Linked DNA regions of Mus musculus: all the other regions are linked to region 2. The links are chromatin contacts, called in public HiChIP or PLAC-seq and Micro-C maps. All regions are on one chromosome and are shown on one strand. Each heading gives the region's core, a stretch centred on a gene start, on an enhancer-like site or on the middle of the called end of the contact. The rest is flanking DNA. Distances are from core to core; before and after follow the strand shown. Region 1 has its middle 99 kb from the start of Pik3r1. Region 2 has its middle 38 kb from the start of Gm36703. Region 3 has its middle 21 kb from the start of Gm41046.

Region 1 (4,128 bases), core at 478-2,977, 450 kb after region 2:
TGAGGAAAGATGTTTGTCTTCATCCCTTTCAATGCCCCAAATCATTTATCTTCAAACTGATTTGCTTGAGGAATAAAATAAAGTTGTGAGCGTCAGGTATTTGTGGAACTGCATGTATAGGGATTAGTAAAATGACTGCAATTTGATTCTTTAACAATTCTTTAAGTCAGTGGAGACCACTAAAGAATAGAAATGAAGCATTTCAACAGGCTTGGTGTACCACTGGCCACATAGCATACAGCACAGTGTACATTTGCCTACATTTTAATGTGCACATGTAAGTTACTTTTATAAAAATTTTTATCATCTACTATCAGTACACATTCAAGCCCTATCATCTGACAACATAATATGTTTCACAAATGAATTGACCATTTCTAATGTAGTTTTCTCCTACATCAAATGAACAATACTGGATTTTTATTTTGAATCTTGAATTTCTTTAAGGTATTTTCATACAGACATCAAATATTTATTGAACCTCTGCTATGTATCAGACATGCCCAAAGATCTTCAGTATATAAAGGTGATTAAAATAGAAAATAGATTTGACTTAAAAAGTTTAGTCTAACAGAACTTACATATAAGAATTATACACATATTACCATATATTATAACATCTATGCATACATAATTAGACATGCATAAATGAATATATTCACATGTAAAATTAAGATAAAAGCTTCAGATGTAAGACTCTCTTTCATCCTTAAGAACCACTATGTTCATAGCAGCCTTATTTATAACAGCCAGAAGCTGGAAAGAACCCAGATGCCCCTCAACAGAGGAATGGATACAGAAAATGTGGTACATTTACACAATGGAGTACTACTCAACTATTAAAAAGAATGAATTTATGAAATTCCTAGCCAAATGGATGGACCTGGAGGGCATCATCCTGAGTGAGGTAACCCAATCACAAAGGAACTCACACAATATGTACTCACTGATAAGTGGATATTAGCCCAGAAACTTAGGATACCCAAGATATAAGATACAATTTGCTAAACTCATGAAACTCAAGAAGAACAAAGACCAAAGTGTGGACACTTTGCCCCTTCTTAGAATTGGGAACAAAACACCCATGGAAGGAGTTACAGAGACAATGTTTGGAGCTGTGACGAAAGGAAGCAAGATTTTGCTGAAAGGACCCAGATGTAGCTGTCTCTTGTGAGACTATCCCGAGGCCTAGCAAACACAGAAGTGGATGCTCACAGTCAGCTATTGGATGGATCACAGGGCCCCCAATGGGGGAGCTAGAAAAAGTACCCAAGGAGCTAAAGGGATCTGCAACCCTATAGGTGGAACAACATTATGAACTAACCAGTACCCTGGAGCTCTTGACTCTAGCTGCATATGTATCAAAAGATGGCCTAGTCGGCCATCACTGGAAAGAGAGGCCCATTGAACTTGCAAACTTTATATGCCCCAGTACAGGGGAACGCCAGGGCCAAAAAGTGGGAGTGGGTGGGTAGAGGAGTGGGAGGGAGGGTATGGGGGACTTTTGGGATAGCATTGGAAATGTAAATGAGGAAAATACCTAATAAAAAATATTTAAAAAAAAAGAATAAAGTCCTATACACTCGATTACAGTGTTACAACATTACAGTTGACACTCAACACCATTAAGAATCTAGAAATTCCACATTCCGATTCTCATTCTGCTAGTGGCTCATCAGGGCAGCAGTGTGCAGAGCCAGTCCCAGCCAGTCTGCTGCCTGTAATTCTAGCCAAATGCCCATTTCCCCACCAGCCATGTCATTAATCAAGTTTCAGGTTTAGTTGCTGTCTTAGTTTGCTTCCTGTTTCTGTGAAAAAACCACAGGCCGAGGCCTTTTACTGCTTAACACGAACACATTTCTGATTACTGAGAGACTTCAGTTCAAAGAGACATGTCCTTGTTTTAGCTCAGGTCATTGTATAATACTGTATTTGTCACAGCAAGTTCAAAGCAAGGGAAAGTGCATGCAATTAGCATGGACGGCAGGAAACATGGCACAGGACCACTGAGCAGGGTTGGGGAGGTGAATGATGGTATGCAACGTGTACAGAGATCAGGGTCTCAGAAACAGAAGGCCATCAGCATGGTTTGTGACTCAGGAAAAAAAAAGAGCAACTTGTGCGACTTCCAAATGTGCTTCCTAGCTTTGTCCATTTAAGTAATTTATTTGCCAATTTTCAATGTATCAAAAAACTTACTTTAGTAATGTGTCTCTGAATAGTCTAGCAAAGTCAAATGAATTCAACAGCCTTTAAGGATATTTTATTTTAGATACTTTAAATGAAGCACTGTTTATTTAATTTTTTAAAATTACATAGGCACTTGTATAATGAATCCTAGTTATTTTATTCCTCACTTTCCTCTGATGCCCCTCCCTCTCCTGATGGATCCCTTCTTCTCTACATGTCACATTTCTACTTCTGTATGTGTGTATGAGAGAGAGAGAGAGAGACAGAGACAGGGAATTTACTTACACCATCTTGCCAATAACAGAAGTATTTTTAATATACTACTTGTATTAATTCATACAGAATGTTATACATGCATACAATATATTTTGATCATATTCACCTTCCACTACTCCCCCTAATACCTCCAAGATCCACTCTCCAGCCTCCTCATTCCCACCCAATTTCCTGACCTTTAAAGCTAACAACAACATTGAGTCCAATTTTTGCTATCCATATTCTTGTGGGTGTGAGTCGTCCACTGGAGAACAGACAACTTACCAAGGGCCACTGCCCTAAAGAAGACTAAATCTCCCTCCTCTAAGGGCCAGCAACTGTCAATAGCTCTTCAGCTAGAGGTGGGAATGCTGGTCTTCTGGCAGATTTGATCTTATGTAAGACTTGTGCAGGCAACTACAGCTATTGAGTTCATGAGTGGCCTATTTGACCCAGTCCTTCCTTACCTCTGGCCCTTCCAGATCTTCTACTTCTGTATGATGAGATGATATAGCTATCTCATTAAGAGCTAGCTGCTCTCCATTACTTATCCTATAAAATTTGGTCTTAGATGCTGCCTCCGTTGTTATATGAAGCATCTCCAACTATAGGTGTGTGCAGCACTCATCTGTGGCTAGAGACCTGCGTATTGGGAAGGCAACTAGATCATTTAGCAAAACAATAGCAGTCGATTCCCCACGAGGGACTATGATCTCTCAGCTGTGGACTCTTGGCCAGGTTTACAAATCCAGGCATGAGTTCTTTCCTATGAAACAGGCCTCAAGACCAATAAGAAAATAGTTGGTTATACCCACAACAGTCATGGAACCATGGTACTAGACAACTCCTGTGACCTTAAAGCAGCTGTTCTCAACCTATGGATACTGACCCCTTTGGGGTTAAATGATCCTTTCACAAGGGTTGTATATCAGATTTTTATGACTCATAGAAGCAGCAAATTAAAGTTATAAAGTAACAATGAAAATAAGCTTCTGGATGGGGGTCACCACAACGTGAGGAACTGTGTTAATAGGTCACAGCATTAGGAAGGTTGAGAACCACTGCCTTAAACTAAAAACCCTAATAAACACAAAGTACCTGTGACACTCAGTTTTGATTACTAGTTTTATCTAGTTAAGGGCTATGTAGAGGAACCAGCAATTCGGTGTTTTGTGGTGTAGCTCCAAATTTGATTCTAGAGAACAGATATAAATCTGAATAAGCTGAATGGGAAGATACGTTCTTAATGTAGGGGGTACCAACATATTGCTTTGAGACCCCCCCAAAAGACAAAAAAAGGAATTATTCTAACTCTACCTTAGCATGGAAACACCCTTCCTCTCCTACAGTTAAACATCAGAACTCAATGGGGCACAGCCTTTGGACTCCCAGACTTGTCTCCTTGGCCCCCTCCAGATTCCCAAACGTTTGCTTGGCCTAAAAGACCCTTCTGGCATTCAAGAGTCTCCAGCTTGCAGATGGTCTGTTATAGAACCTCTTCGTCTCCGTGATAACTTGAGCTGATTCCCCTAGCAAATTGTCCACCTGTCATTATTCTCTCTGGAGATCCTTGACAAATATACTCCTGAGGTGTAGCTTGCCTGGCCACTGATAATTGAATTAAATGGCTGGTAGCATTGAGCTGACAGAATAGGAAAGGAAGCTGTGATTGTGTGTGGTTTC
Region 2 (3,851 bases), core at 301-2,800:
GTCATGGAATGAGCCAGACCTTATGGCCTAGGCATTCGTTCTTAAATAATTAAGTCCCAGATTTGTTATTCTAGAACAAAGAGGCCAGATAGAAAAGCTTGTAGCCACAAAAGCTATTATGATCATAACACATGAACAGTATATAATATACTACAAGAAGAGTTGCACCTGAGTGTGAGAGACAATGACTATATTTAGAAGGTTGTCATATGTGAGAGGATTTATTCTTGCTCTATATAGATTAGTAGACTGCCCAAGGACACAGGGATACACCTAATTTGAAAGGTTTTAACTTAGGAGAACAATTTCAAAGTTGTGATTTCTCTCTCTTTAGAAGCGAGCAAGCATTGACTTGATGATTATGGATTTGGGATAGTATTGGGAACTGATAGCCTTTCTGGGCTGAGTAAGGGATTCTGCTATGCAGTCTACATTATCCCTTCCTGGTTCCAAGTTCTTAGATTGACAGCTATCTGAGGTACTTGTGAAAGTGACTGGTGTGCTAACATGGATGCAGGAAAGATAACTGTAAATGTAAAACTAGAAATGCTCCTTCAGGGTAAAGATTTATGAAAAAAGGGAGAAGCCATCACTTAGGTGATATCATGTTAAGAGATTCTACCTAGAAATAAGAAATGTTAAGAGACATAAAATGTAAAATTTGTGAATGATTTTATATAAAGGAGAGAAAAAGAATAACAGGGTGAGTTTAAAGCATCAAGGATAATGACATATATTATGGTAGGGCTACTGAGACATGTAAAAAAACTGCATGGGAACAGGCTTGGGTATAAGCATCAGTTGGCTTTAGAGGAGGTTGATCAGTGATTTTCTAAAAGCAATTGAACTGTGCTAGATTTTAGGAGAGGGTCAAGCTAGAGTAATAGATTGGAAATTAATTGTATTTGTGTAATAAATTTAAAAATAAAAGATTAACTAGAAGGAGTAAAGTAGCAGGATGATAAAACCAATTTTTGAGAACCACAGCAAGAGACATACATTTGAAGGTGAAATTCCTGTCAACAGTGGGAAGTGATGAAAAAATCAGAATGTAATCATGAAAGTTAATGTTGGAGTTTAGATTTAATTCTATATTAGAAAAATTAGAGGAGTATACATATATAGGAAAACTCAGATAAGAAAAGCTAATATTTAGAGGTCTATAAGAAGAATTAGAATAAATAGAATAAACTGAACATTTCAGAGGTTAAAAAACAAGTTGATGGATGGGCATAGAAAATTGTATGACTAGATCCCTAATTTGAGGTAGCAATAAAGGAAAGAGATAATTCTACCCAGTATAAGCCAACTGAGTAAAGAGATGAGGCATGAAAGCAATGAAAAAAGGAAGTTTAAAATGCTCTACTTAAAAACAGATTTTAAGGCAAACAGGAAAGAGAGGCCTGAAGGAAGGCTGCACGTTAGTACAGCAGGGAGATAAATGCTTCCAATACTAGAGCGCAGAGGCAGAGGGAGCACTTACATTGAGGGACTTATCCTCATAAAAATGATATCTCTAAGGTCATAGTTTACATTTGGCCCCTAGAAACAGGAACTTGATGGCTGACGGCTTAAAACCCTAGTGTGCTTCTTATTTACTTAATATGTTATCTGGAGCTTAGAGGAGTCATCATTCATTTGGCAGCACAAAACTGTATTAAGAAAATGAACCAAAAACCACTAGGCTCTGTATTTCTGCTCTGCCATTCCCCCCTCCCCTACCTTGTTTTTGAGAATTTCATATATGCATGCAATGAATTATGGTCATATCTACCCTCACTTTCATTTCTAACACACCGCTCTTTTGTTCCCATGTCAGTGTTTCCTGGTCATGGCTTAGCAGGTTTTTCTGCTGATATTTTATTTTCATGTTGCCTTAGAATCAAGTTTCAGAGCAAAGAGCTTTACTCTGTAGGACATTTTTACTCTCTAAGAAAGCCTTTGGCAGAATGGTGCTCTATAGCCTAGACAATATTCCTTTAATTATCCTAAAATTTCTCATAGAAGACGAACTTAAATGCAAGAATATCAACAAATGAATATCTGACTCAGGTGGGAAGAATCCCGAACTTCCATAGATACAGAGAGCCCTTAAACTGTGGGACTTACAAGGAACGATACCTGGGAGATCCAGGGCTTCCACTCTGTGTCTAAGTAAAGCTGACTGCTTCTGCCCTGGAGCCTGGAGTTGGACAACTCTCTAGTGGATGGCAGAAGCCGGCACCACCAGCCTCCCATTGGGTTCTTTATTATCAATACTTTCACCCCACTATACATGCCATCTCTGCTTGCACTCTTGTGACTTGACTAAGGATTGTTTGTTTCTTTTGAATTCATGTATCCACTCTTGTTCTTTTGGAAAGCATCCGAATCTTTTCCTTTTAGCTTCCTAATGTCCTGAAATTCTAGTGAGTCTTCTATAATTTTATCATTTAAAATTCACTAAACTAATCTTAGGTAAGAACAATCCATTCAGATTTAAAGAAAGTAACCACTGAAAGGTGAGCCCTGGCTAGGTGGGCTCTTTACTTAATTGTTTCACTATCTGTTTCATAGTTATATGCTACTATTTTTTTTAAATCTCTTCCTTTGTCATTTGCTGATTTCATTGTGGTATGCTCATATATTTTCATCTATCCTTGTTGTATCTACTACAGCTTTTATTTGTAAATTGGTACGACAGTTACATAAAACATTTTTTATCACAATATGTCCAAAATCTTCACTGTCTTATTCCCACTTCATAGTTTATGTTATTGATGTAACTGGCTTTTAACACTATTGTAAACATTAACAATTTTTGTGATTACAATTACTCTTAGTACTTTGCATTGTTATAGTGGAGTTAAAAATGACTTATTCATAACCCCAAAGAAGTGCATACTTTGTATTTATTTGCTTATCACTAAGGATCTATACATTTTTCAATACTTTACTCTGCTGTTTAATGAATTCTCATTTTCACTCAAAGAACTCTGTTTAATACCTATGCTAGGGTAGGCATTGTATCAGATCATAGTGGGATAAAACTAGAAATTAATAGAAAGAGCAATCCACAGAAAATACACGAATATTTGTAGACTAAAGAATGTACTTGGTATTAATAGGGCCATTGAAGAGATCAGAGAGGAAATTAAAACATTCCTAGAATTGGATTGTAAGTGTAGCATGGCTTGCTAGAACCCTTGGGATATGGCTATGACAGCTCTAGGAAGAAAGTTTATAGCTCTCAATGCTTACATTAAAAACTTAGGAATAGCAAGTAAGTAACCTACTGATATGCCTCAAGGTTCTAAAGAAGCAAGAAAAGGCTAAATTTAAATGCAGTGATAAATAAAAGAAACAATAAATAGTGGAATTTAAAGTATTAAAATAGAAAGTAAAAAAAGAAAAAAACCAAAAACCAAAAATAAAAAAATATGCCTCCAAAAACCAACAAACCAACCAACCAACCAACCAAACAAACAAAACACCCCGCAAAACACACACACACACACACACACACACACACACACACACACACACACAGAGAATTAATCAAAGAATTAGTTTTCAGCAAACCTAAACAGGAACAAAACCTCGCATAAAAGAAAGAAAAAGTGCAAATTTATAAAATTAGAAATGGAAAGGTTGATTTTGCAGAAAAGTTTCAGAGAATGACTAGAGAATATACTGTAAAGTTAGATTAAAAATATGGGAAATCTAGAAGCATTGAATAAATTCATAAACACATATGCACTGCTGAAATTAGACTGGGATGCTGTAAACAGTGTAGAGAGACACCCAATGAGACCGAAACGCAGCTATCTCCAGAGAGAAAAGCCTGGGGCTCTCTGCATTCAGTGCTGGGT
Region 3 (4,206 bases), core at 1,207-3,706, 330 kb before region 2:
ACTCTACTTCGATGGATGCTAGAAACCAAACTTGGGTTTTCTCAAAGAGCAGATAGTGCTTTAAACCAAGGAACTCTCTATCTCTGTATTCCCATATTTATTTATTTTTTACAAGGTGTCAATACCAATGTAATAACCTCAAATATCATAGTCCTTGGGTCACAAATAGGAAAAAAAGCTTTTGGAAACAAAAAGTATTGGGTAACCAGTTTGGCACTGGAGATGGAGATCACATTTTTTTTTTTTTTTTTTTTTTTTTTTTACATCCCGTGCCCCTGGAAAGGTATTCAGTCATTCACCTGCTGGTTTCTGATAGAGGCAGAGCCTGAGTTCAGGCCTTTGAGTCCCTTCTCAGGGTCTTTCCAGATACTACACTGCCTTACCAGAACGGCCTTTCTGCTGAACTGGAGTCAGTGAGCTTTTCTCATGTGAAGGCCCAGGCAGTGAGCAATCCGGGCTGGGCAGACATGGGAGCTCTGGTGCAGCTCCTCACCTCTGCCATGGAGGGGAGTTGGTGTACAGGGGACTAATGTGAACGAGCGGGGATATGCTTCTGAAAAGACGCGGTCATAAACACAGGAGAGGGCCTGGCTTTGGCCAGTGGGTCACCCTTTGTTGGTCCAAGTTTCATAGTAACATACAGCAAGTTCTGCTTGGTGATCATCAACGAGGCCTTTGAATCTTAGAGAATTAAAGTCCCCATCCAGCCTGATGCTGAGAGCTACTATGACATGGTGGTCCCCGCAGGACCGGGCTTCCTTCCAGGTCTGCCTATGCACAGACTCTGAGCCAGCATCCAGGAGAGTGGGCAGGCCCTCTCTAGTTTCCAGAAGGAATCGACAATTCTCTTCCTGTGCAGATAAAGGAACAATTATACCACTGGGGACTTACTGGAAAGTGAAGCGGGCTCACCAGGAAGCAGCAGGAATTTGCTTCTCAGTCATTTTCTCCACAGTCTGGCCCCGAGTCTGCCAGACTGAGAAAGGTCAGCTGGGATCACTGGCAGACTTGGAAAACTTCCAGAACCTTCACTTGTGGGATGACACATGGGGGTTTGTCAATTTCCGTGGCCCACTTGGGACTTCCTGTGGCCCATCCAGTTACCTCATCCTCTCCAGGTTCAAACACATAAGAGTTTTATCCTCAGCCGCTCTGTCAGGGCGACACTGTTGTGACACTGTCTACAAATGCGACTTTCGAGTCCTTGACCCCTATGCCTTCTTTGCGGATTTCTTGTTGACGTTTGAGAAAGTCAGAAGCCATTGTCTTTCACAGAGGTCAAATCTAGGAGCTGAGGCGAAACCCGATGTCTATGCCAACGGGGCTGGATGTTTATCCTTGAGCTTATGTGCACGCATGCATGCACAAAGTTATGTGTGAATCTCAGCTCGCCCTTTAAATTAGGTCACCTTTTCCAAGGCCTCCACTCAGGGAAGGTCCTTGAGCAGCCTTGGTGCTCTTAAGTAGCCCAGGGACCGGGTCCTTTCTTGTTAATGTCACCCCCAGGTATCCTCTCCTCTTTTGTTTCTACCATGCAAATTTACCTCCCGGCCTGTTTCAAATTTCTGAGAGTCAACGACTTACAAAGGTGGATGGAGCCTTCAGTGGATTTAGTTATCTAAATCTTAAAAACTCTATTCCATGATTACCTACCTCAAAGCTTGACAGTCCACACCTGTCATTGGACCGGAGTTTCTTCGAGTGTAATGAAGCCTTCAGAATTGAAGTGGTTTTGGGAGACATGGGGGGAAGAGTTCTATTATTTTTACAGAGTGGCACTCTTCTCCCTGGAGATAAGAAGGCTGGGTCTGGTGTGAGGCTGGAAAAAAAAAGCAAAACAAAAAACAAAAAAACAAAAAACAAAACAAAACAAAACAAAAAAAAGAGAAGGGAAGGAAAGAATATTTGATTATTTCTTCATAAACCACCAATTCCTTTAGCACCTGGCTGTGGCTCCTGCTGCCGTGTGGAGAATATCAATGGCTTTAATATTCCCATCGTTGTGCCTTGGAATCAGTTGCCTGTCCTGCTGAGCTCTCTGAATTTCAGACCAGCGCCAGCCCTGAAAACCACGGCAGATGTAAGGGAAGTTTAGCCAGAATGCTCTCAGTTAAAGCCCGCCTCAACATTTCTCCTGTGCCCATGGGGTTTTAGCACACCCCTCTCCGCAGTCCCTTGATTGAGGGGCATATCCCTAAGTGTGCAGGTACTACATTAGGACATTTTCATAAAAATTTTTAATGGTCTATTTTGTTTGAATTGGGTCATTATTCTCAGTAGCATCACTGGCAAAGAACAACTCTTGAATATTAACTAGAAGGAAAGAGAAAACAATAACAAAGGCGAAACAAAAATCTCCAACAAGCCGAGTCCGGGAAAGGAAGCTGAGGTTAGGCTGGGTGTATAAATTTCATATGGCTCATGACCACAAGGTGGCGCTATGAAAACACCTCATTTCCAAACCCCGAAAAAGATACAAATAAGGAAAACACAATGAAAGAGCCTTTCGTGCAGAAAATAGTCTGTGTCAAGAGCGAGCCAGCAAAACGCATGCACCAGCAACGCCTGTGTAGTCTGCTGTATGCATGTGGATCCCGCCTGTAACCATTTTAAGGAGCAATGTTATAGGGAGTGGAAATTGGTATTTTTGCGGGGGAGGGTAGACATTTTATAATTGATACTTTTATAATTCAAACAGGAGCTTCAACATGTGTTAAATTTTTTACATTGATTATTAAATGCATTTCATCTCCCTGGCATCTTTGAAAGTGTGACATTTTAGACATCAGAATGATAGGCTAGGCTTTCTACCCCTCAACCCACTTCTATTCTACGTTGAGAGCTTGCACAGTGGGGGACATTTATTTAAAAACAATTAGTGCCCCATTAAGGGAAACATGAAGCCTGCGGGTCACAGATGTTCTCGGCTGCTTTGGGAAATTGTCATGTAGGAAGTTGGTAAATTAATACTCTGTGGAAAATAGTTCTGTCCTTTAGACATGTCGTCTGTTATGTGACTCCCTGATGTCAGTGCCACGTTATTTCCAGTGACTAGAGTCGTGGCAGAGTGTTCTGTATGTGCATAAGGCGTCCATTTGCCGACAGTGAGATGAAAAGCTGGTATTTCACAAGTTTGTACACGGAAGATGGGATGTTGCTATAATGGCTCGGACAATCTGGTTCCTGAAGGCAGGAGTGGAAAGTCGTCCAGGGGAACAAGCAGAGAAGCCCAGGGATTCGCATTGCTGAACTCAGAGCAGCCCTCTAGATCAGGAGATATGAGAGCATTTCCATTCCTACCATGAGGTCCCAAGAACTAACTCCCCTACGAGTGCCACACTACACGGCAGGAAATGGCATGGGGCCTTGTAGTTATTCTCTAGGGAAAAATTCAGGGATGTTAGAGGGAAATGTCTACACATCACAATTTGAATTTAGATAAAAATCTAATAAAACATTATGAATTACTTTAACAAAGAAAAGGAAAGAGACAATATAGAGAGCAGTGTGTGTATGTGTGTGTGTGTGTGTGTGGCTGGAAGTATTTTGTTGTTATTATGTGACAGAATCTCACTCTGTTGCCCCATCTGGTCTTGAGTTCATGGGTCCTTAAGATTCAGCAAACAAAGTCTCCGGGACTCCAGCCCAGCACTGCTGTATCTGACTGTGAGCTGGGTTTGAACCCGGGGCCTCCAGTGTGCCAAGCCTATACTTTACCATTGAGTTATACCCTGAGGGTGTGTGTATTTCTTTTCTCCTTCTTTTATATAATCTCATCACTTTGTCAGTCAAGCTGTCATATTTTCCCATCATCCACAGAGCAGGTGGCCAGGGGAAGGTCCCTGGTTTTCCCTCTAGCTGGGGAAAACCATACAGGTCGCTGATGAAAATTATGGCTGGGTTGATTCTTGGCTGACTCAATTACAGAGGCATTGCTCCAGCTGTAAATACAACTCATGATATAAAAATTATCCAGTCCCTACTTGGGGAAAAAAAGATGCTAATTAAAATATGAACCTCTAAGGAATGTTCCTTATTTAGATAACCAGTGTGTTAACTAAATTTGAGCCTGCAGCAATATAAACAGCTATTTCTGCTACTACTGCTATGAATTGTTTTGAAGTAGTCAACAGAACTGTATATTATTATTATACGAATCATATGTCTATTAGCTTGTAGAAAAGGTATATGGAAGGAAAGGTGTGT

What was found. HiChIP or PLAC-seq counts read pairs in DNA pulled down with a chosen protein or histone mark. Hi-C and Micro-C count contacts between places; a contact is called where the count stands out from the background.
Region 1: a contact with region 2 is called in a RAD21 HiChIP or PLAC-seq map of pro-B cells, with 4 times the contacts expected there. The contact joins two enhancer-like sites.
Region 3: a contact with region 2 is called in a Micro-C map of granulosa cells, with 3 times the contacts expected there. The contact joins two enhancer-like sites. A contact is called at or near these places in 1 of 15 datasets of contacts at CTCF or cohesin (the NIH/3T3 cell line), 9 of 484 Hi-C or Micro-C datasets (the C10 cell line, the HPC-7 cell line, brown adipocytes and 5 more) and 5 of 115 datasets of contacts at active chromatin or transcription factors (embryonic basal ganglia, fibro-adipogenic progenitors, heart atrium and 2 more).

The regions. Positions count from the first base shown.
Region 1 is chr13:101,864,705-101,868,832 of GRCm38.p6, reverse strand. No RefSeq gene overlaps it. Among named protein-coding and RNA genes, the nearest start is that of Pik3r1, 99 kb to the right of the region's middle. Within about 2 kb of position 1,727, at least 59 of the 459 cell types and tissues checked have an H3K27ac peak or open chromatin away from gene starts, as enhancers often do. A contact at or near this core is called in pro-B cells, where this site is marked.
Region 2 is chr13:102,309,935-102,313,785 of GRCm38.p6, reverse strand. No RefSeq gene overlaps it. Among named protein-coding and RNA genes, the nearest start is that of Gm36703, 38 kb to the left of the region's middle. Within about 2 kb of position 1,550, at least 5 of the 459 cell types and tissues checked have an H3K27ac peak or open chromatin away from gene starts, as enhancers often do. A contact at or near this core is called in the HPC-7 cell line and pro-B cells, where this site is marked.
Region 3 is chr13:102,643,276-102,647,481 of GRCm38.p6, reverse strand. No RefSeq gene overlaps it. Among named protein-coding and RNA genes, the nearest start is that of Gm41046, 21 kb to the left of the region's middle. Within about 2 kb of position 2,456, at least 71 of the 459 cell types and tissues checked have an H3K27ac peak or open chromatin away from gene starts, as enhancers often do. A contact at or near this core is called in the HPC-7 cell line, where this site is marked.